2 separate regions of the Zea mays genome follow, and region 1 is linked to region 2. Evidence: chromatin contacts called from public Hi-C data. All regions are on one chromosome and are shown on one strand. The core of a region is the stretch at or near the end of the contact, and the rest is flanking DNA. Distances in the headings are between cores, read along the strand shown. Region 1 holds the start of LOC541816 (prohibitin 2). Region 2 holds the start of LOC103642791 (Putative IQ calmodulin-binding and BAG domain containing family protein).

Region 1 (6,455 bases), core at 1,531-4,030, 320 kb before region 2:
AGAAACTATATTTTTTTTAGATATTGTCTGATGAAGAGCTAGAAACATATCTAAAGGTGATTGCAGTAATATCCATGGGAACAGAAGTTATTGAACATGACTTGTTAAATATCAGAGAGCTATATGATCATGTGTTGGCCCTACTATATGACTATTTAAGAAGCAAGATGAACACTATCACCCCAATTCTAACAGCACTGGTGGGTGAATCAGTTGGTGCCATATTGTGCATGGTGGAAGTTTGGTAAACTTGGCCAAGCAACCTGGTAGCATAATTTAAATACTTGGTGTAGAGAAGGTTTGTTATTGCTTATGAATAATTCTGGAATCTTGTAATTTTTAGCTCTTTTTTTGGTGTGTATCTGAACCTTATGTGCATCAATGCTTAGTATGACATAAGTAAACGTTACTTATTTGCTTATGTTGTCTGCTAAAACAGTCTAACATCTTGTAAATCATGTGGATTTCATATTTGTTACTTATTTCTTTTAATTGGTTGTTTACTAATAATGTTGTAGTGGTTTTACTTGATGGCGTGCGTCAACTTTATTTGCCGATGTTGTCTGCTATAATTTGCTTTCTCCACTAAGAACTAAAGGTTATGTTTCTCTACAGGATTTATTCAGAGCTCTAAAGAAAAGCATTCTACACCCAAGTATGGGCTCATCTACCATGCATCCTCAATTGGGAAGGCTTCTCAAAAGCATAATGGAAAAAATCTCGGTCTCTATCTGCAAAAGCTGCTCTTGCTATCCGATAGGATGCCCTTGGTGTTGATGAGGACAACTCCATTGGCACTAAGAGTCGACTCAAGGTACGTGAACTGTGGAAATAATTTTACTTTTCATAAATTGTATTTTGTATGGTATAGATGGCCTTGTGACATGTTACTACTGAACAACTTGAGACACAGCTTCAAATTATTGAAGGTTTGTGTCTAACTCATCTTAGTTTATCTTCTGCTACCTGTTGGGCGTTTACATTGCAATCCAGTGTGCTTTGTTTTCATTTCCGTTTCTCAAGTGAGCAAATACATCTTGCACTGATGTTAGCGGTTCTTGTGTGGAAGTGAAATCATACCAATCTAAAGCCGGAGTGTTTAGAAGTATTGTTTTAGCTGATTTTTGTATTGCTCAGAACATAACAAACTTCCTGATAATTTGCTTGTTAGGATCAACAAACGATCTGCCAACGGTGGATTCCATGCTTAGAAATAGTTGTACCGTTAGGATTAATATATGGTTCAGACTTTGAGAATCCAGACTTGAACCTAGAAGGTAAATAGTTGGGTTTTGGAAAGCTTTTTTATTAGAAATAAATTTCTTTTGTGAATTATTAGTTCACTTCATTGATATGCTTGTCATAGTATAAAATGCAGGTGCCTAGCTAGCACGCCACACTACATGTCCAATCCTGCCAGTTTTGTGTGCTCACAATCTCACATTGCATGAGCAGGTCGTGACGGTTGGGCTGGAGAGCACGCTGGTAGCGGAGGACCTCAACGACTGTGCCTTTGTCTATGGCTTCCTTAGCTTCCTGGACAAGATCTCTTGCGTAATCATCCTATTTGTCTTGGAATTGTACGGAGCTAAGTGACTTTGACAAAAATCCTCGAAATTTTGTGTTTTTTCTACTGGAAGGCTGACAACTGATCGGGCGGGCGCAACACATCCTTCTTCCGCTGCAAACACGAATGAGATGTAGCGAGATGAGGGGACACGGTGAGCAGGTACGAGATGGGCCTGATCTCCTCATACTTCACCGCCCTCTCCCTGGTGGTCACATCCATTCTGAGGCTATAGGTCACCACTCCGACAGCCATTGCAATGGAAGCCCCACTGCTTGTCTGACAAACTGAAGAAACCGGTGAGTGTAGATGTCGATCGGGTTGGAAGAAAGAAGAAAGAAATGTGCATCCTCTTCAATTAGTTTCAATTAGATTTGAAAGCAGGTCACTTTGTAATAGTATGTGCCTTGTCGTCGTGTTGGCACAACACATATGTGTATGATGTAGTTACGTATAACTCAAGATTCTCATTGCTATGCTTTATTATACCAACGAAGTTCAGATGTTTGGATATTTCTAGCTTATTAGGGTCTGATGTGGAACATGTTTAAACAAATATATCAAATTTGAATAATGTCAACATGTGTGATATATAGAAACTATAGCAACACATGAGCCACATTAGATTTTGTCATTAAATTTTCTTGTTACAACTTATATAATATACAACATTTTGAATGATGCTAACAAAAGAAGAATAACAATTAATGTTTGTACATATTGGTTCCGTAGCAACGCACGGGCATACACCTAGTATAGAAAGAAGGCGGGTCGAATGGAACGGGCGGAGGGAGGGGTGCACCTGCACTTGGCAAGTGCGTGCTACCACGTGCCGTGCATCGATGGGTGTCCCCTTCGTAATCGTTAACAGCGCGCCGCCGCCTATGCTAGTGAGGTGCGCTTCGCTCGCCCGCGGCGGCCGGTCAGGCTACTTCTCCTGCGCAACAGCGCAGTGGCAGACTGGCAGCCATGTAGCCCATAGTTCGAACCCACGGCCGCGCACAAGGCGACTAGCCCACGGACATAAGAACCAACGTTCTTGGGTCAGTCTCTTTAGGCCCATTTTGAGGAACGGGCACGGACTTTGTGGCCACGAAGCGGCCCATTCTCCCAGAGTCAAGTCCAATTTCAACGCAAAACTCAGACAAGTTTTCTTTCTTCTCTCCCAAGTCCCAATCCACAAAAACTGTCTACGGGCCCACGTGCCATGACACAGACCCGCCGCTTCCGACCTTCTTATCTCGCAAGAAATGGGCGGACCTAACGCGCAAGCGCAATAAAACCCCTGCAAAAACCCGCCACTCTCAGATCCGCACAGCGACGCCGCCAGCCAGACCCGATCCCCTCCCTCGCTAGGGTTTTCGTCCCCGCGCCGCCGCGCTCCCGGATCCCACCGAAACAACCATGGCCGGCGGTCCCGCGGCGGTGTCGTTCCTGACCAACATCGCGAAGGTGGCTGCGGGGCTCGGAGCCGCGGCCTCGCTCGCCTCCGCGTCGCTCTACACCGTCGACGGCGGCGAGCGCGCCGTCATCTTCGACCGTTTCCGCGGGGTGCTCCCGGAGACCGTCGGCGAGGGCACCCATTTCCTCGTGCCCTGGCTGCAGAAGCCCTTCATCTTCGACATCCGCACGCGCCCGCACAACTTCTCCTCCAACTCGGGGACCAAGGACCTGCAGATGGTCAACCTCACGCTCCGTCTCCTCTCCCGCCCCGACGTCCAGCACCTCCCCACCATCTTCACCTCCCTCGGACTCGAGTACGACGACAAAGTGCTCCCCTCCATCGGCAACGAGGTGCTCAAGGCCGTCGTCGCCCAGTTCAATGCCGACCAGCTCCTCACCGACCGCCCCCACGTCTCCGCCCTCGTCCGCGACGCTCTCATCCGCCGCGCCCGCGAGTTCAACATCATCCTCGACGACGTCGCCATCACCCACCTCTCCTATGGTATCGAGTTCTCGCTGGCCGTTGAGAAGAAGCAGGTCGCGCAGCAGGAGGCCGAGCGCTCCAAGTTCCTCGTCGCCAAGGCGGAGCAGGAGAGGCGGGCGGCCATCGTGCGCGCTGAGGGAGAGAGCGAGTCCGCGCGCCTCATCTCTGAGGCCACGGCGATGGCTGGGACAGGGCTGATCGAGCTCAGGAGGATCGAGGCGGCCAAGGAGATTGCCGCAGAGCTGGCTCGCTCACCGAATGTGGCATACATTCCTTCTGGGGAAAACGGAAAGATGCTGCTTGGTCTCAATGCTACTGGATTTGGCCGGTGATTCACTGTTTTTTTAGTCTGCTTGTGCTATGTGCTGATGCATGACTAAAACGGAGGTTCGAACTTTGAAGGACAGTGATATCTGCTATCCTTGCTTATGTTAAGTTTTCCTTGTCTTGGAACTAAATGTGTCTGTTGTGCTCCAAATAAGTTTTGGTTTTTGACTGCATATTTGCAATTGGTAGGGTTAATGCGACATTGTGTTAAGCCTGCATAGTGCATTCTAATTTTCCCTTACATTGCATTCTCATGTTAAAATTCATTGATATCTAACATTGCTGGAATAGTAGATCTGTTTCGGTCCCCTTCATATATTATTTTTGCATGATGATTTGTGTTGTTAATAATCTTCTGGATATTGTTTATTTATGTTGTGGCCTTTTAAGCATATATCTTCTGATTACAAGTGTGTTGTCATTAGACCTGATCATGGGCCACCTCACACGAGCCGCCCGAAAAAAACCTGGCCCGATCCATCCCGTCCAATGCAATGGGTGAGTACGGGCTGTCGTGATTTTTGACCCAAAACCTGATCCAACCCGAAAAAACCCAATTCAATCCGAAAAAACCCGACCCCACACGTCAAACAGGGAGGCATGGGCTGACCTGACACTAGGCACGGGTTGGGTATGAGCCGTGATAAATGTCCCCCGACCTTGACCCGACCCGATTTTTGGACATGTCTAGTTGTCAGATGTGACCCTGTAGCATGCTATTTTCTCATCTTTGTTTTGAAGGGCTCTAGTTATGTCTTAGATTGATAAGCTAGTGGCGTAGCTAGAGCGTTTCTATTGGGTTTGTACCACCTGGCTATGCTGCAATGGACGCCCCAATGTCTTAAAAAAACGCTATCATCACATTTAAATGATTTGTTAGTGCCTTGTTGGTTGATTACTTTCTTTTGATATGCCCTGTCGTCTTAAATAGGTTCTCTTGATATTTAAATACTTTGTTGGTGCCTCATTACTCATTAGTTTATTATTTGCTTGTTGTGTTATGGGAGATAGATCTTACGATTTGCAATACATGAACTGTTCATTCATTAATGAGCCTAGGGATATTCTTTTTTTGAGGGGACTTTTTTCAGATTTGACAACGCATTTTAATTGATGCTGCATCAGGTTTGTTTGGGTGTTCGTTAAATAGTATCGGATCGGCACTTGAGCCTGACCAAATGTTAGGTTTGAGCTTCAAGGAATTGCCTAGCAATGGATGTTTTTCTCCTGATGCATGGCACCTTGAATAAGCCCTTGTACTTTTTGAGTTATAGGCTGATCTGGCGTTTGATCTTGGTGTTTGCAGTTCATGAACTTTGATTTGTTTTTTATTTTTTAGATGTCTGTATATTCTCTTTAGGAAAGATGCTATCAGGTTAAGCTCTTATCGTGTCAAATTGGAGTTTGACCTTGTTTATTTTTAGCTTCATAATTACAGCATATTAATGATGATGAAGGATGTGTTGGTCCTGATGCATGCGAATATTACATGTGTGCTGTTTGCTTGATCTTTGGTAGCTCGCGATTATTCATAACTTGGCCCTGCAGCCTAATTACGAGTTCACATTTCAAATGTTGGCCTTTCTTCACTTCCTGATAGTACGCTTTGCCGCTGGTAACAACTAGCTTCATATAGCAGATTATAAATGCTACTATAACAAACTATGATTTGTTTCAAGTCAGACTATATTCTCCTATACATGAGTGCCAAAATGACCCATATTTTGAAGGACTAGCACGAGAGTTGCCTCATTGGCTGTTGTACTGAAAAGTAAGCTGCATGTTGCATTATTTAAGAGAGCATGAACAACGTATATGTCTTCACTTTATTTTCTAACTAAACGTTATCATAAATGTAATTAATGGTGATTGATTCATAAATAGCAAGAGATAATATAATGCCTACCAAATTTATTTGACTATTTAATGTGAAATTATTTTGTTCTCCTAGAATCTCTTATGTTTGACTTTGATGATGGAATTTGAATGCTAGAATATGCTATATTACAGGATGGAGAGAGTAGCCAAGTAGCGCTCAGGCCTGCCTACCGGATGAGATTGGAAGGTCTAAAATTCCCATCTTATTTTAGGCCCTCCAATCCTTTCGAGTGCCTCCTCAATTGTCTGAGGTTATTAGCGTGTGACTTGTATATTCTTTGTGATACGACGGTTTCTTCGTTCCATACATCCCAACACACTAATGACTAGGGAAATTAGCCCTTAGCGCTCAACACCGAGCTTTCTTCTCACGGTAGATCTACCATTTTAGGGCTAATTTGGGAACTCCATTTTCTCAAGGGATTTTTAGTCTTTTTATAAGAAAATGAACTATTTTTTCTTAGGAAAATAAAAATTCCTTAGAATAATGGGGTTTCCAAAGGAACTCTTATAATAACGCCTTGTCACTCTGTCCCGAACACCTGGACGACATTGCCTACCTAGATTGTTAGGGCCTCCCATTTGCATTATTTGGAGAATTTGCGATATTTGAACAAGTGAAGGCAGTCTCCTGCGAAGAACGACATAGAGAGAAAGTACAAAAGCTGGCTTAGCCCGTTAGCCGCGCGCACTCAGCATATCTGACATTCAGGTTCTGTTTGGTGTGGCCTGAACTTTGTGACTGAAGGCTTTGAA
Region 2 (6,655 bases), core at 2,266-4,765:
GCATGTTTAGGGGGAGATGTGTTACAACTTGACCCTTTGAGACTAACCATATGCTTGAGTTTGCTTGATCTAGTCTCGAAGGAGAATTGAAAGGAAAAAGGTGGACTTGGACCATGAAAGACTTCCACTGCACTCCGATGAGAGGGTAACTTATTCCAAGTCCATCTCATGAACTTTTATTGCCATTTGCTCTTAATTGAAGATTTTGGTGAGGCAATGGGGTTAAAGGGCCAAGATTGATCCCGTTTTGGTGCTTGATGCCAAAGGGGGAGAAAATAAAGGCCAAAGCAATAAATGGATCAGCTACCACTTGAGAGATTTTGAAAATAGTAGAATAGAGCTTTTGGTTTGTTCAAAACTCTTTCATTGTCTCTTTTGTCAAAAGTTGGCTTCTTGTGGGGAGAAGTAGTGATTATGGGAAAAAGGGGGAGTTTTTGAAATCTTTGATCAATCTCTTTTGAAATGACTCTCTTTATGCTTCAACATGTGTGTTTGACTTAGAGATAGAGATCTGAGTTTGATTTGCAAAAACAAACCAAGTGGTGGCAAAGGATGATCCATATATGCCAAAATTGAATCAAAATAAATTTGAGTTTTATTTGAAGTGATATTGCACTTGTTCTAGTTGCTTTATGTTGTGTTGGCATAAATCACCAAAAAGGGGGAGATTGAAAGGGAAATGTGCCCTTGGGCCATTTCTAAGTATTTTGGTGATTGAGTGCCAACACAAGTGCTTAAATGTGAATTTATGCTCATGGATGGACAAAGTGCAAATCAAGAGTAAAGGTATGTTTCTAGGCCTTAGTACATTGGTTTTGTATACTAATATACTTGTCTAAGTGTTAGAAACAGAAAGAAGAAGAAAAGAAAAGAGGTGGAAAAGACTTGGCTGTGTACAGCCAAGACTCAGCTCAGTCTGGCACACCGGACTGTCCGGTGGTGCACCGGACAGTGTCCGGTGCGCCAGGCTGACTCGGCGTGAAGAGGCCGCTCTCGGGAATTCGCCGACGGCGTACGGCTAAAATTCACCGGACTGTCCGGTGAGCCAACGGTCGGCCAAGCCAACGGTCGGCAGCGGAATCTGCGCGCGACACGTGGCCGGGCCAACGGTCGGAAGGGGGCACCGGACTGTCCGGTGTGCACCGGACATGTCCGGTGCGCCAACGGCTCCCAGATCTGCAACGGTCGGCTGCGCTGTTTAAGGAAAGAAATCGGGCACCGGACAGTGTCCGGTGTGCACCGGACTGTCCGGTGCACCCGACGACAGAAGGCAAGAATGGCCTTCCAGATTTGCTCTCAACGGCTCCTAGCTGCCTTGGGGCTATAAAAGGGACCCCTAGGCGCATGGAGGAGATACCCAAGCAACCTTAGAGCATTCTTGATCATCCACACTCAGTCTTTGCGCATTCGTTTGTCATTCTCAGTGATTCGAGCTCCGTTCTAGTGAGAACTTTGAGATAGTCTTTTGAGCTCGATTCTTGGCCGTGTGTGTGCGTATTTTGCTGTGGATTTGTGTGTGTTGCTTCCCTCCCTTACTCCGTGCTTCTTTGTGAAATCCAATTGTAAGGGCGAGAGACTCCAAGTTGTGGAGATTCCTCGCAAACGGGAAAAGATTAAAGTAAAGAAGAACACCGTGGTATTCAAGTTGATCATTGGATCACTTGAGAGGAGTTGAGTGCAACTCTCGTCCATTGGGACGCCACAACGTGGAGTAGGCAAGTTTTGTACTTGGCCGAACCACGGGATAACCACCGTGCCATCTCTGTGATTGATTTCTTGTGGTTATTGTGTTTTGACTCCTCTCTAGCCACTTGGCAATTATTGTACTAACGATTAACCAAGTTTTTGTGGCGTAAGTTTTCAAGTTTCACAGGATCACCTATTCACCCCCCCCTCTAGGTGCTCTCATTTCCATTTCCTATGTTTTGGACAAAGAGGTCCGAACATCACATATTTCCCACCCCAAAGATAATTGAATTCCATGCAGAAAGCAAACTGATCTCAATACATGATAAAAAGCAGATCTAGTCATATCCTTTATAGGTGTAGATGTACAAACAGGTCGCCCCGCCCGGTGAAGCAAGGCCCGGTTAGGGCACGACCCGACTCGTCAGCCAAGAAACCCTCAAAACATAAAGAAAACTAGATTGAATTGAACATTCTCAATAGAGAAAACCCCAGAAAACACACAAACAAAGAACTATGGCCACAAACTAAGCTTAATTGAGTTGTTGGGAGATATTTTATATATGGCAACCAGGTGGTGGGTCTTAGCGGGTCGGACGTTAAAAGCGGGCTAGGTCGGGCTAGCCCAATGGGCTGACTTCTCTACATGGCCCCGGATGAAGCAGGCTAGGTCGAGCTAGTGTCGGGCCAAGATAGTGGGTAGGGCTAGAAAAAAGCTCGAAGCTCACGAGTCAGCTCGAGCTCGGAGCGGCTCACGAGCCTCGAGTGAGCCGAGCCAGGTTTTCAAGCTTGTTGGGGCAATGAGCCGAGCCGACTCGCGAGCTGGACAAAATTAATCAACCTATACAATAATGATGGATATTGAATAATTTTATAGATATCCGACCTGTTTCTTAGTCTTTAATGATGGATATATGACAATTATAATTTAGATTACTTTAATGCCGCATTACAATTATTTATTTCATATTTATAGACTATTAATTTACTATATAATGTAATATTATTTTTCAACGTGCAACTCACGAGCCGAGACAGTTGAGCCTCCTTTTGCAGTTGAGTAGGCGAGCCGAGCCGAGCTCGACCACCTAACGAGCCACAACAAGCCTAGCGAGGCTGATTTCTAGCCCTAATACGGACTTTTCTATACATGTATAACTACTATGTGTTATAGACAATATAATAAGATTTAACCTATAATAATTGTGAAGATATCAGGTGTACACTTTGTCTTGGATTTTGGCCGTTAGAGTCGGCGTAAACTTTAGAAATAAAATAACCGCAAAAGGAATACACAAAGTCGTAAAGTTTGCTACATCTGGTATTTTTGTTTCGTTTAGATCAGTAATACCAGTTTTTTTAATGAAAAAAATTCGAATGCCGTACGTAACAGACATTATAGGAAGTTCTGTTTAGATTCCAGTGATTTGGAATTCCAAGAAAAGCGACTACAGATCTGAAAATAAGATGGTATGGCCATCTATTATGAAGTCGTTGAACAGCGTATCTACAACACACAAATAACGTCTCAAAAAGATTCCAAGAGCCCACATTGAAAGTCTAGAACATTCAATCGAACGTCTCAAGTCCCGGAGTCCAAACTGCTCGCCTAATCGCGGCCCAAGAGAAATCTAGTTGACGCCATCTCGTTCTCGTCCATCGTCACACGTGACGACCCACGCGACCAGTTCCGGAAGGTTTCGCGAACACCTGCGGGCTGCGGCTCCGTTCTGTTCCGACTTCCGAGACGTATGCGCCTCGATCCACGCCTCTGCCTCCGCCTCAACCCCGTATATAAATACGGCACGACGGCACCCCTTCCCATCACAACGCATCTCCAAACGCAGACGCCGAAGAAAATTCCGAAGGAAGAAAGCTTGAGGCAGCCACGGCAATGGCGTCCCGCCGGTTCTTCGTCTACGACCCCTACGAGTACGAGTACACCACAGCCCCGCACTACCTCTACGAGCCATACTATCAGCCCCAGTCCGTGCCCACCCGCAGCCGCAGAGCCAGGGGCATCTTTGCGGGCGCGGGCGCCGAGTCGGCGGCCGCGGAAGCGAGACGCGCGCCCAGGGAAAGGGAGACGCACACGTCGTTCTCGATCCCAGTCCACGGGTCCGACTCGGATTCCGAGCCGGAGAGGGAGCGAAAGGCGGCGGGGTCTCGCGCGAGACCGATGGCGCCGCCGGCGATGTCGGCGGAGAAGGCCGCGGCGAGGATGCAGGCGGCGGCGCGCGGGCTCCTGGCAAGGAAGTCGGTGCGGGCGGTGCGCCAGGTGGAGCGGGAGGCGGAGCAAGTCCGGGCGAAGATTGCGTGCGAGGAGGAGTCCCCGCTGGCGGAACCCAGCGCGCGCGTCGCCGTCTGGGAGGCGCTGATGAGGATGCTGCTGCGTCTCGACACGGTGCGCGGCGCGCGGGATTACCGGAGGCGGGTCACCAAGCGGGTCCTCGCGCTGCAGGACGCCGTCGACGCGCTCGAGACCAAGCCGGCGCCGGCAACCGTGTCTGTGGCGGAGGAGACACCCGAGGCGGCGGCCGTCGAGGTGGCGGAGGAGAGCGCGGTCGTAGCGCCGAAGCTGCCAGACGCTGTACAGGAAAAGGAAGCGGTGGACGAGCCAGAGGGTTCGGAGGCAGAGGGCGAGTTGGAGATGTTGGCTGAGGAACACGAACACACCTCACCCGTGGCAACCACGTCCGACGACCAGGAGCCACCGCGCAAGGAACCAGCGTGCCCGTTGGAGACAACGACGGCTGCAGCTGCCGGCGCCGCCTCCGACGGCGTGGACGCGAGGAAGCTGATGCAGATGGTGGCGGCGTTGTGCGAGCAGAGCGCGCAGCAGTGCGCGCTGATCGGCACGCTGGTCGAGCGTGTGGACGCGCTGGAGCGTAACGTGCGGGTGCGGCTGATGGAAGACGCCGGGAGCGCCGGCGGCGGGCCAAGAAGCTGAGCCAGCAAGCTTTACAGCGATTGACGACGAAAGCCAATAATAGAGATTTAAATAGTTCTGTATTTTTTTCATTGCGTATAATCCCTGGATTTACTATTCCAGGCACTAGATTGTTTATATTCTTTTTCTTTATTTTATAATAATGGAGTTCTTCGTAGTTCCTGTTTTTTTTTCGGCGCCTTTTGAACTCTTGATAAGACGTCGCTCAGAGAACGCGTTTATCTATCCTCTCCATAAGTGCTCGTCGGCCTCTGAAGTTTGATTTTGGTCAAGAGGTTTACTGCATGTTAAGCTATGATAAGTGTTTGCAAAAGTTCAATCGAATTGATATGTAGTTGGACCGAAAAAGGTAATGCCACGAATATCTGGAGTTCATGCTATTCTAAATAATATGGAGTTCTAATGTTAAGTGATACAAGAAATACTATGATGCGGTGCTGTTTGGTTCACATATTTGTAGGGCTGAAAATGGATGTATAGAGATCCGAATTATCTGTATTCGTATTCGCTAAAACTGCTAATATGGATATCCATATTCATATTCGATTTCAATATAGATGTATTCAAATTCGATTTATAGTACTTTTCTCTATCTGATTCCATATTCGTATTCGAAAAAACCATAAAACATACTATACTATCCGTATCCATGAAAAAATATGTTTCATGAAACCATTTCAAACTTAACTTTATCACTAATTACTAATTAAAAATGATTTTAAGTTTAATAATATATTAGAAAAATGATATATATCATTTAAAATATTAAAAAATAAATATATCAACCGTATATTTCTAGTGATATTCAATAATAAAATTCAATAGGTTTCATAAACATTTAATTATAATTCTCCACTTTATCTATACAGTGAACACATCTCAATGAAGTTACATAAACATTCAACTATAACTCTCCACTTTATAATATATAGATAAATTTCTTCATGTTTTCATTTAAGTTTTGGCACACATATTTATGTAGGACATTCATTCATTTTAGAACGGAAAATTTGTTTTTCTTGATGCATTTACTATTTTATATCAATTCTAATCTACTTATATTTGTACAAATGTCACTTATTAATTATCACATGTTATTGTTTATCTTTTGTTACATGCTTCGATATTTTAAAAATATCATTTATATAGTTCTGTTGACTTGGATATGGAGGATCAATTTAAGTTTGTTTTGAATATCTATTGATTATCTATAAACTTGTACTCAAATAAAAATCCACATATACATATGTTAAATTTTAGGGTATGTTGTTTGAGTTGAATTGAGTAAATATCCGAATAAGAATTCGGATTCGACTATCCGTTTTGTATTCGTATATGAAGATATTCGAATTCGAACAAAAATATGATAAACTGTGACATTCGAATTCGTATTCGTGCGTATTTGATCCGTTTCCACCCTACATATTTATAACGTAACGAGTAATTAATAATGTTAAACTATGTTTGTTTAAATCTAATCATAATTAGATACTACACTAAAAATTAATATCAATCTATTTAAATTATTATCACTAGTATTCGAGCGTGAATCATTGCGTTACATTTTGTGAATCAAACATCACCTAAATTTAAAAACATCAAATGTCAGTTGCACATAGCAATGATTAATTTTGTTTCAATAAAATTTCTTAGGTAAATTGTTTGACGCATTGGATCTGACTAAAGCTTATACTTTACAGCATTAAAAACGAACTTGATCTGTTTTTTATAGTTGTGGTTTGAGCATTGTTGGAAGTTCCGTAGATAGTCCAGCTTTATAGTTGTAGAAGTATTCGGACTTTGTTTTTCTAGTAAACCTATTGGATGATTAGCTGTAGAAGTATTTAAAATCGAGTTTTTTTAATCAGTGAGGCTTAGTTTAGAAACTCTAGTAATGAGTGAGATTGGAGTGGATTGATATTTATTGAGAGAGTATTTAATCTATTAGGGATTTACACCCTCTTCAATCCCTCCAAAATACTCTAATCACAAAGTATCCAAACTAGGCCTGACGAGTAA

What was found. Hi-C and Micro-C count contacts between places; a contact is called where the count stands out from the background.
Region 1: a Hi-C map of tassel shows a contact between it and region 2, with 2.4 times the contacts expected there. The contact joins the promoter of LOC541816 here to the promoter of LOC103642791 in region 2. A contact is called at or near these places in 2 of 25 Hi-C or Micro-C datasets (ear and tassel).

What each region holds. Positions count from the first base shown.
Region 1 is chr10:125,737,746-125,744,200 of Zm-B73-REFERENCE-NAM-5.0, reverse strand. It overlaps LOC541816 (prohibitin 2), which reads left to right and starts at 2,780. Exons shown (of 1, transcript NM_001111497.2): 1 at 2,780-4,105. The coding sequence starts at 2,972. The coding sequence ends at 3,826. It overlaps LOC103641736 (a long non-coding RNA gene), which reads left to right. Exons shown (of 3, transcript XR_560475.2): 3 at 21-285.
Region 2 is chr10:125,421,496-125,428,150 of Zm-B73-REFERENCE-NAM-5.0, reverse strand. LOC103642791 (Putative IQ calmodulin-binding and BAG domain containing family protein) reads left to right here and starts at 3,515. Exons shown (of 1, transcript XM_008665970.2): 1 at 3,515-4,978. The coding sequence starts at 3,581. The coding sequence ends at 4,636.